2 separate regions of the Capra hircus genome follow, and region 2 is linked to region 1. A link is a contact called in public Hi-C data. All regions are on one chromosome and are shown on one strand. The core of a region is the stretch at or near the end of the contact, and the rest is flanking DNA. Distances in the headings are between cores, read along the strand shown. Region 1 has its middle 13 kb from the start of CSK. Region 2 overlaps EDC3 (enhancer of mRNA-decapping protein 3).

What was found. A called contact is a pair of places that touch in the nucleus more often than the background predicts.
Region 2: a Hi-C map of blood shows a contact between it and region 1, with 3 times the contacts expected there. The contact joins two enhancer-like sites. A contact is called at or near these places in 4 of 5 Hi-C or Micro-C datasets (blood and liver).

The regions. Positions count from the first base shown.
Region 1 is chr21:33,353,311-33,358,022 of ARS1.2, reverse strand. No RefSeq gene overlaps it. Among named protein-coding and RNA genes, the nearest start is that of CSK, 13 kb to the right of the region's middle. Within about 2 kb of position 2,847, at least 1 of the 5 cell types and tissues checked has an H3K27ac peak or open chromatin away from gene starts, as enhancers often do.
Region 2 is chr21:33,486,288-33,490,999 of ARS1.2, reverse strand. EDC3 (enhancer of mRNA-decapping protein 3) reads right to left here. Exons shown (of 7, transcript XM_018066133.1): 6 at 900-1,117. Among named protein-coding and RNA genes, the nearest start is that of CLK3, 21 kb to the left of the region's middle. Within about 2 kb of position 2,674, at least 1 of the 5 cell types and tissues checked has an H3K27ac peak or open chromatin away from gene starts, as enhancers often do.

The DNA of each region.
Region 1 (4,712 bases), core at 1,598-4,097:
CAATATACAGCCTTGACATACTCCTTTCCCTATTTGGAACCAGTCTGTTGTTCCATGTACAGTTCTATACCTCAATAAAAGAGAGAGAGAGAGAGAGAGAGATGCTTGGCCTCACTTATCAGAAAAGAAATATAAATTACATATAATTTTTTACCAATCAGATTGGCAAAGGTAAAATATTAATACATGGTGTTGAAAACAGTCATATTCATTTTGGTGAAAGTGAATTTAAGTTAAAAAGTAAACTGCTAAAAAATGAATTTATTAGTATTCATCAAAATTTTGAAAGAATATATATTCTTTGACCCAGCAATTCCACTTCTAGAAATTCATCCTTCAGTTAAGTTTACACAAATGACAATAATATGTTTAATATCTTTGTTGCAGGATTCCACTAATTCTAATAGTCTGGAAATGACGAAATAAATTATGATGTGTGCGTGCTAAGTTACTTCAGTTGTGTCCGACTCTTTGCGACCTTATGGACTGTAGCACACCAGGCTCCTCTGACCATGGGATTCTCCAGGCAAGAATACGGAGTGGGTTGCCCTCCTCCAGGGGATCTTCCTGACCCAGGGATCAAACCTTCATCTCTTATGACTCCTGAATTGACAGGCAGGTTCTTTACCACCAGTGCCACTTGGGAAGCCCAAATAAATTATGATAGATCCATACAAAAGTAATATGCATGGTATGGAAGATTCTCCAGAACAAAATATCTACTCTCGCTACCATTTGTTTTAAAACAGTATACTAAGACATGGGGAGAAGATCCTGCAAGATGTTCAAGAAAAAGCAAGCCTCTTCTCTAAACAAAGTAACAGATATCCATAGGCCATGTGTTTGAGAGAGATTTTATCCTTTTGTAACTTCAGAATTTTGTATCATGTGTACAGATTTCCTATTCCAAAAAAGGAATTTATATCATATTGATTGAATATGCAGTAGGGGCTGTGCTGGCTAGTGGAGACATGGCTGTGAACAAGATTAGTGTGGTTATTTCTGTTCTTATAAAGCTTATGGTCTAGTGAAGAAACAGACACTAAAAAAAGGAGACGCAAGTAAATAACCAATTACAAGTTGCAATGAGCATTATGAAGAAGGAGCAAACGTACTATAAAGAGACAAATAAGGATGATGACTTTCGGTGGGTCGGTCAAGGCAGGTTTCTCCCAGGAGACAGAATTAAATAAGAAGGGAAGAGGGAAAAAAAAAAAGAGTTCTGGGCAGAGGGACCAATATGTGCAAAGGTCCTGAGGCAGGGAGGGGCTGACCATGTGCCCGTGGGCAAATCACCACCCATCTCAGGGAAGGCACAGCCTCACAAGGGAAATAATTCCATTTTAAGAGATGGAGAGACAGATGCTCAGAGAGGGAAGACGGCTTCCCCAGGAAAGCTGGCGTGATGGGACAGGCACCTTGATCTTTTGAGTCCATGGACTCTGCTATTCTCAGTTCACTTGGGGACTTTTCACAGGATCACAGAGACCAAGAGCGGAGGGAAAGAGGGAAAGAAGTTGGCCACTCCCCTGTGTCTTTCCACCATCTCAGGGACTGAGGGAGGGGAAAATCAGAGACTTCACACATGTGCAAGCATGTACACACACATGGCATGAGCTCCAAGCACATCCCAGACAGCTGAATGGGTAGCCTGCTGTGGACCTCAGGCCTGAAGCTGGACACCTGCCTCTACCTGAAATTTTGGAATGTGCCTCTTGTAAAATGCTCCTTCTCCACCTGGGTGATCCAGTGGTTAAGAAACCACCTTCCAATGTAGGGGACACGGGTTTGATCCCTGGTTGAGGAACTAAGACCCTATACGCCACCAGGCAGCTGAGCCTGGGCCTCCACAACTAAGTGCTGGGTGCCACAATGAAAGATCCTCCTGACGAGACAAAGATCCCACGTGCTGCAGCTAAGACTCAACACAGCCAAGTAAATATTTTCTTAAAATAAATAGAATGCTGTTTCTTTTGTGCACAAACTTCAGGGCACACGTGTATGTGTGTCGTTGTGTATTTGTAAGCTCACGTGTGAGTATTCTTGGTGTGTTTATACTGAGAGCTGCTGAAGGACAACATCCAGTTCCTATTTTCCTCACTGTGTAATAATTTAATCAACAATCTTATGGGGCACGCTATATTATTTACCCCTTTTTACAGATAAGGAAGGGCTTGCCTGGTGGCTCAGCAGTAAAGAATCTGCCTGCAATGCAGGAGACTCTGGTTTGATTCCTGGGTTGGGAAGATCCCCTGGAGAAGGGAATGGCAACCCACTCCAGTCTTCTTGCCTGAAGAATCCCACGGACAGAGAAGCCTGGCAGGCTACAGTCCATGGGGTCACAAGAGACACGACGGAAGCGACTGAGCAGGCACACACAGATAAAGAAACTGAGGCACGGATCATCACATAAATTGTCCAGCAAGTAAGTGACAGAGACTCAAACCCAGGGGTGTGGGATGGCAAAGCCCGTGCCCTTAGCTCAACACTAGATAAATGTGCAACGAATAAATGAATAAGTGAGCCTTATGGCACAGAAGGGAAAACTGAGGTCTAGATAGGCACCTAGCAAGCTGATGTGTGTGAGTCTAGAAACCTAGCTGTCACCTTCCCAGGTGCAATCTCTGCCCCCATCAGGAGCCACCTCCCTCAGGACTGCAAGATACTGTCCCACTCCTGCCAGGCTCCAAAACAGTCCAGCAGGCAGGAGGTGGGAACGGGCAGGATCTCCTCTTTGCCATCCTGGGATGTGTCTGAGCTCTCCAGTCCCTCTCCTGGACCTGCAGCCCAAGGGAGTCCTGGCCTTGTCTGCCCTGCGCCCCCAGGGATGTACCAACGATGTGTCACAAGTGTGACCCTCTCCCCCTCCCCTCACCCAGAGAGGGCCCTAGGCCCCACCCTGAGGGCAGGTGGAAGTCCTTGTGCTTCCCCGCAGCTGTGCCTGTGCTAAGCCCGTGCTAAGCCCCTGCAGAGCCCAGGGGAGCAGCTGACCTGGGAAGATGCCAGGAGCTCTGAAATTCGCACACTCATCACACACAGGCCTGCTCCCTCCCACACCAGCGTCCCCTTTTAGCCTCCATCCCCCTCCCCACCCCCACCCACCCCCACCCCCCCCCCCCCGCAAAAAAAAAAAAAAAAGGCGTTTCCCTGCAAGGAGAGATGTGTAAGCCTAGGATACTGGAAAGCCTGCACCATGATCTGCCCTCCCAGGGGATGATGTGAAGGACCCACAGCTCACCCCGGTGCATGAAGCTGCCCCGACCATCTGGGGTCAGCACTGCCCCCCTGTGTTCCCCTCCTCCTGTGCTCCTCCCAGCACCCATATGCTTACATTCTGTTTGCCTCATGGGAGAAATATGTCTCTAATGCCAAGCTGAAAAGCTTCCTAGACACTTACTACAACTGTTTTCATCAAATTCTGCATTTCTCCCCCCCACCCCAGTAGCTGTTCAAAGGAAAGGTTCTTACGTTTCCCCATCTCCCCCTCCCCACCAAAGAAAGTTAGGCTTGTGATCCATTGGGAGGAAAGTTCCCCACCCACCTCACAGCTGTCCAGTTCTGCACCCCTCTTCCTGCCCCCCAGATGTTAGATCGGGTTCTGGCTCCTCCTGCTTGGAGCTGGAGCAGCAATAACGCATTCTGGCCTGACCCCTCGTGGCCACTCTGAGAAACACATGCTTCCCGAAGCCACTGACCCTCATCCGCAGTCCTGGGAACTCCACACCAAATAGAATCTCCCTGGTAGTTCAGAAGGGAAGGAATCTGCCTGCAATGCAGGAGACCAGATCCAATCCCTGGGTTGAGAAGATCCCCTGGAGAAGGGTATGGCTACCCACTCCAGGATTCTTGCCTGGAGAATCCCATGGACAGAGGAGCCTGGCAGGCTACAGTCCAGAGTCACAAAGAGCCAGACACAACCAACCAATCAACACTAACTAGGGAAAGGTGAGTTTATTTCACAAACACAGCTTCAAGACAGCCCTCAAGTCCTTCCTTCCCAGAAACTGTGGAGGATCCACCAAGAATGGCCAGAGGACTCTCCTCCCCACCACTTCCCCATCACTCCCTGGCCTGGTCTTCAGAGACACACCTAAAGTAGAAATTGCTTGTCCAGCTTCCTGATGGGAGTTCACTTCTGTTCTCTTACTTCCAGAGACAGGGAACTCACTTCTCCAACGCTGACTCATCTTTTCTGATCTGGAGCCCCAGGAACACTGACGGTGTAGACCCATCCCTGACCTCTCAGGACTCACACTGCTCACCCCCCTGGAGCCACAGGTGAGCAAACAAGGGCCTTAGGTGCACAGAGATGGGCATGCCCAGTGCTACAAGGACCTGCACACCCACTATCTCTTCTCAGGGGTCTGGTGGTCTAAGGAATTTAGCCCCAGAACCTTGGAGACATCTGGATCTGGAGTCTAACTGCCCCCCTAATTCTGCTTGAAAATCAGCCGGAGCCCCCTGAGCACTCGCTCTCTGCCAGGTCCCTCCTGGGGCTCTGACCCACTTAGTGCTTATGACACTGTGAGGTCAGAGCACATGTGTTCACCGGGCAGATGGCGGTGGGGAGTAGAGCCAGAGGTCACCCACCCAGGACAATATGGCTAGTGATTTGCAGAGTCCGGACTTGACCTCGGCCTTGCTGGTGGCTCCTGCAGAAGACCCCACTCCCAGCGCATGACACCTGGACCCAAGCCAGGCCTGCTGAGAAA
Region 2 (4,712 bases), core at 1,425-3,924, 130 kb before region 1:
CTGCCTATCCAAAGGGCATCTCCAACTGAGCTTCTGCTCTTCTTCCCCAAACCTCTCCCAGCTCTTCCCATCTCAGTGATGGCACCTCCATCCTTCCAGTTACTCAGGTCAAGAACCTTGGAGTCATTCTTTACCCTTCTCTTTCTCTTATCCTTTACATCCAATCTATAAACTCTTATCTTCAATACTGCTTCAGAAACTAACCATCTTTCATCACTTTCATGCTGTCTCAGCCACCATCACTTCTTATTCTTACAACAGCCTTAATAATTCTGTGTACATCTACAGTCTGCGCTCAAACAACAGACGTAATGATCGTCTGGAACCCAAGCTGGATTCTATCTTTCTGCTACTTATTCCTAAAGTGACTCTCCATCTCACTCAGACTAACAGTTCAAGCCTTGTATAAAGACCCACAGGCCCTGTATGATGGGCCCCGAAATGTCTAAGTCTACCGCTTCCCTCCACCCAGCCTTCCAACATTCTCGAGCTCCCTTCCCTGTTTTATTTGTCTCCATAACACTTACTACCATCTGACCTGAGAGAAATGTCACTTGTCATCTGTCCTAACCAGAATGTAAGCTCCACAAAAGCATGGATTAAGGAAAAAAAAAATCTATCGCCATATCCCGTGTTAGGAACAGCGCCCATTCTGTACTTATCCGTGAAACGAATAAATGGATCCCCACCTCTCCATCTGAGTGGTGGGAGGAGGAGGAAGGTGAAGGGATGGGAAGTAGGCAAGTCGACACCAAAGGTATTTATTTCCTTAAGACTCTAAGACTACTCATGAGCAAAGTGCTCTTTACACCTGTGGTGCTATTCCGCCTGTCGCCACTGGGCGGTGCCACCAGACCATGAAAGCACTGAGGGCTCCCCAACCCTGTGCGAGAGCTCACCTTTGAGACTAGACACTTGTTGGCCCTGGGTCTTGCTGAAGAGAGACAGCTCATTGGTAATGGATTCCAGCATCTTCACGAAGTTGGGCAGAAAGAGGATGACCTGGACATCGTGGTTGGCTAGGTGCCTTCCACAACTGATACCCTGAGCCCCCTTCACGTGAGGCCCACATAGCAGGGCCACTGTAGGCCTCTGGTGAACGTTTTTGGGATTCAGCCTGGAACAGAAGGTAAAGAAGCATCATCAGCCGAGACTTGCCAAAACTTTGCCCCCTATACTGGTATACTGGACACCCCCTGGCACCTGCTGCTCTCAGGGCCAAGGTTCTAGAGGGGATGGACAAAGTCCACTATAGGCCAAGCTCACAGGGTGGCCTTCCCACTGTCCCAGACTTCATCTTTGGGTCCTCTTAGGTGGCGCTAGTGGTAAAGAACCCACCTGCCAATTCAGGAGACATGAGACCTGGGTTCGATCCCTGGGTCGGGAAGATCCCCTGGAGGAGGGTATGGCAACCCACTCCAGTATTCTTGCCTGGAGAATCCCATGGACAGAGGAGCCTGGCGGGCTACAGTCCAGAGTCGCAAAGAGTCAGACATGACTGAGGCGGCTTAACACACACTAGGTAGTTCACTTGACCTTGTTCGGTGAAACACCACTGCCAGAACACTGCTTGCTAACCAAGAACACTTTCTGTTCTATACACTGTAGGACCTATTACATCAAACACTTCTCGGCAAAGAGGTTTTCCCACCTCTGCAGCCTTCTTGACTCTTCTTCCCCAGTGTGCCTGCTCTGCTGCAGCAAGACTGGTCTCATCACTCTCTCTGGCACCTGAAGGCTCTTTCTTGGTTCTGCTCAAACTACTTCACCTGCCCAGAGAGCCCCTCACTTACGAATCTCTGACCCACTCCTTCTAGGGTTACTCTGGCTCAGTTCCTAAGAGACTCACAGCAAGTACCAAAGAGGGTAGCTGTAAATCATACTCAATTAGTTGCAAGTCCAAGTTCTCGTCTCTGAGCTGCCAGTAAGCTAATAAGGGCAACGCTGGAGCTACTACATTTCATAGACTGCTGGGTGGATGAGTGGATGTAAAGCACTCTGAATAGGAACTGACACAGAAAGGGCTCAATTGATGCTGGTATCATTATAGTTCTGGTCACAGAGAACGTAGAAGGCTAATGGCTCCCCGGCTGGGAGCTGCCTTGGACACTCACTTCTGATGAAGTCACTTTCTTATGCCATTCAAAGTGGAGACACCCCCCCACACCCCAAAAGAAAGGCCGAGACCCCTCTGGTCCAGAGAAGCCATAAATAAGGGAGTTAAAATTAGCCCTAGAGCTATGCCCAACTCCCAGACAGTGCTGTCTGCCCCTGGGCAGGAAGGCAGGGGAGATGAACAGCCAGAAAGAGGCTTAGGTCCCTGCTTGGGGTGGAGCAGGGACAGTCACTTATGGGTTTTCCCCAAAGAGAGGAAGACAGATGTCAAGCCAAAGAGGAAACCCTCACTCTCCAAATAAATTCAGGGGAATTCGGTGATGTACTTTCATATACACCAAGTTATTCATTTCGCTCCACCATGTTTGCATCGTAAGGAAATATACGGTGAGTACTTCTTCCTGCTCACAGATAACTGCAGAGTTCATCTGACTTGCCCGGGTTTATTCCCTAAATGAACTCTTCCTCTCACAGAGGCATGCCCCATCTGAGAACTCAAAGCAGACCAGACACCCACAGACCCACAGGCAGGGGTCAGAGTCCAGGCGCTGGAGACCGAGCTTCACCGCGAGCCGCCAGCGTCACGTGGGCCAAGTCCTTCTGCTCTCCTGAGCCCTAGCTCGCTCATTTTAAACCCCGGTCTACTACTCACCTTCGAGGTGAAGCAGTGGGGAGCAAATTAAATGCCATTGTGAAGGCACAGTGAAAAAACGCATGATACTTAACATACCATGGTACTTAACATCACTTAACAGATGATGCTGTTAAAGTGCTGCGCTCTCAATTTCAGAAAAATAAATGACCCAATCAAAATATGGGCCAAAGAACTAAATAGACATTTCTCCAAAGAAGACATACGGATGGCTAACAAACACATGAAAAGATGCTCAACATCACTCATTATTAGAGAAATGCAAATCAAAACCACAATGAGGTACCACTTCACACCAGTCAGAATGGCTGCGATCCAAAAATGTGCAAGCAATAAATGCTGGAGAGGGTGTGGAGAAAAGGGAACCCTCCTACACTGTTGGTGGGAATGCAAACTAGTACAGCCACTTTGGAGAACAGTGTGGAGATTCCTTAAAAAATTGCAAATAGAACTACCTTATGACCCAGCAATCCCACTGCTGGGCATACACACCGAGGAAACCAGAATTGAAAGAGACACATGTACCCCAATGTTCATCGCAGCACTGTTTATAATAGCCAGGACATGGAAACAACCTAGATGTCCATCAGCAGATGAATGGATAAGAAAGCTGTGGTACATATACACAATGGAGTATTACTCAGCCGTTAAAAAGAATACATTTGAAGCAGTTCTGATGAGATGGATGAAACTGGAGCCGATTATACAGGGTGAAGTAAGCCGGAAAGAAAAACACCAATACAGTATACTAACACATATATATGGAATTTAGAAAGATGGTGATGATGACCCTGTATGCGAGACAGCAAAAAAGACACAGATGTGTATAGCAAGTTAGAACCAGACATGGAACAACAGACTGGTTCCAAATTAGGAAAGGAGTACGTCAAGGCTATACACTGTCACCCTGCTTATTTAACTTATATGCAGGGTACATCATGCGAAATGCTGGGTTGGTGAAGTACAAGCTGGAATCAAGACTGCTGGGAGAAATATCAATAACCTCACATATGCAGACAATACCACCCTTATGGCAAAGAAAACAAAGAGGAACTAAAGAGCCTCTTGATGAAAGTGAAAGAGGAGACTGAAAAAGCTGACTTAAAACTCAATATTCAGAAAACTAAGATCATGGCATCTGGTCCCATCACTTCATGGCAAACAGTTGGGGAAATAATGGAAACAGTGAGAGACTTTATTCTCTTGGGTTCCAAAATCACTGCAGATGGTGACTGCAGCCACGGAATTAAAAGACACTTGCTCCTTGGAACAAAAGCTATGACAAACCTAGTCAGTGTATTAAAAAGCAGAGACATTACTTTGCCAACAAAGGTCTGTCTAGTCAGCTATGGTTTTTCCAGTAGTCATGTATGGATATGAGAGCTGGACCATAAAGAAGGCGCCAGAGAACTCATATTTTTGAACTGTGGTGTTGGAGAAGACTTTTGAGAGTCCCTTGGACTGCAAGGAGATCAAACCAGTCAATCCTAAAGGAAATCAATCCTGAATATTCATTGGAAGGACTGATGCTGAAGCTGAAGTTCCAATCAACAGTTTGGCCACCTGATGCGAAGAGCCAACTCGTTAGAATGGACAGATGCTGGGAAAGATTGAAGGCAGGAGGAGAAGGGGACAACAGAGGACGAGATGGTTGGATGGTATCACCAACTCAATGAACGTGAGTTTGAGCAAGCTCCAGGAGTTGGTGAAGGACAGGGAAGCCTGGTGTGCTGCAGTCCATGGGGTCGCAAAGAGTCGGACATCACTGAGCAACAATTAACAAACATGAAAGTGATTATGGAGATATCTTCTTCAAAGGAAAGCCAGCAACTGTTACAAAGAACAGTACTGTTAGCCCTTCTGAAAGCTCAGACACTGAGAGAACAGACAGGTACAAGGACAGTCAACCACAAGAAGCTGACCAAAGAGGAATGGACTTAAGAAG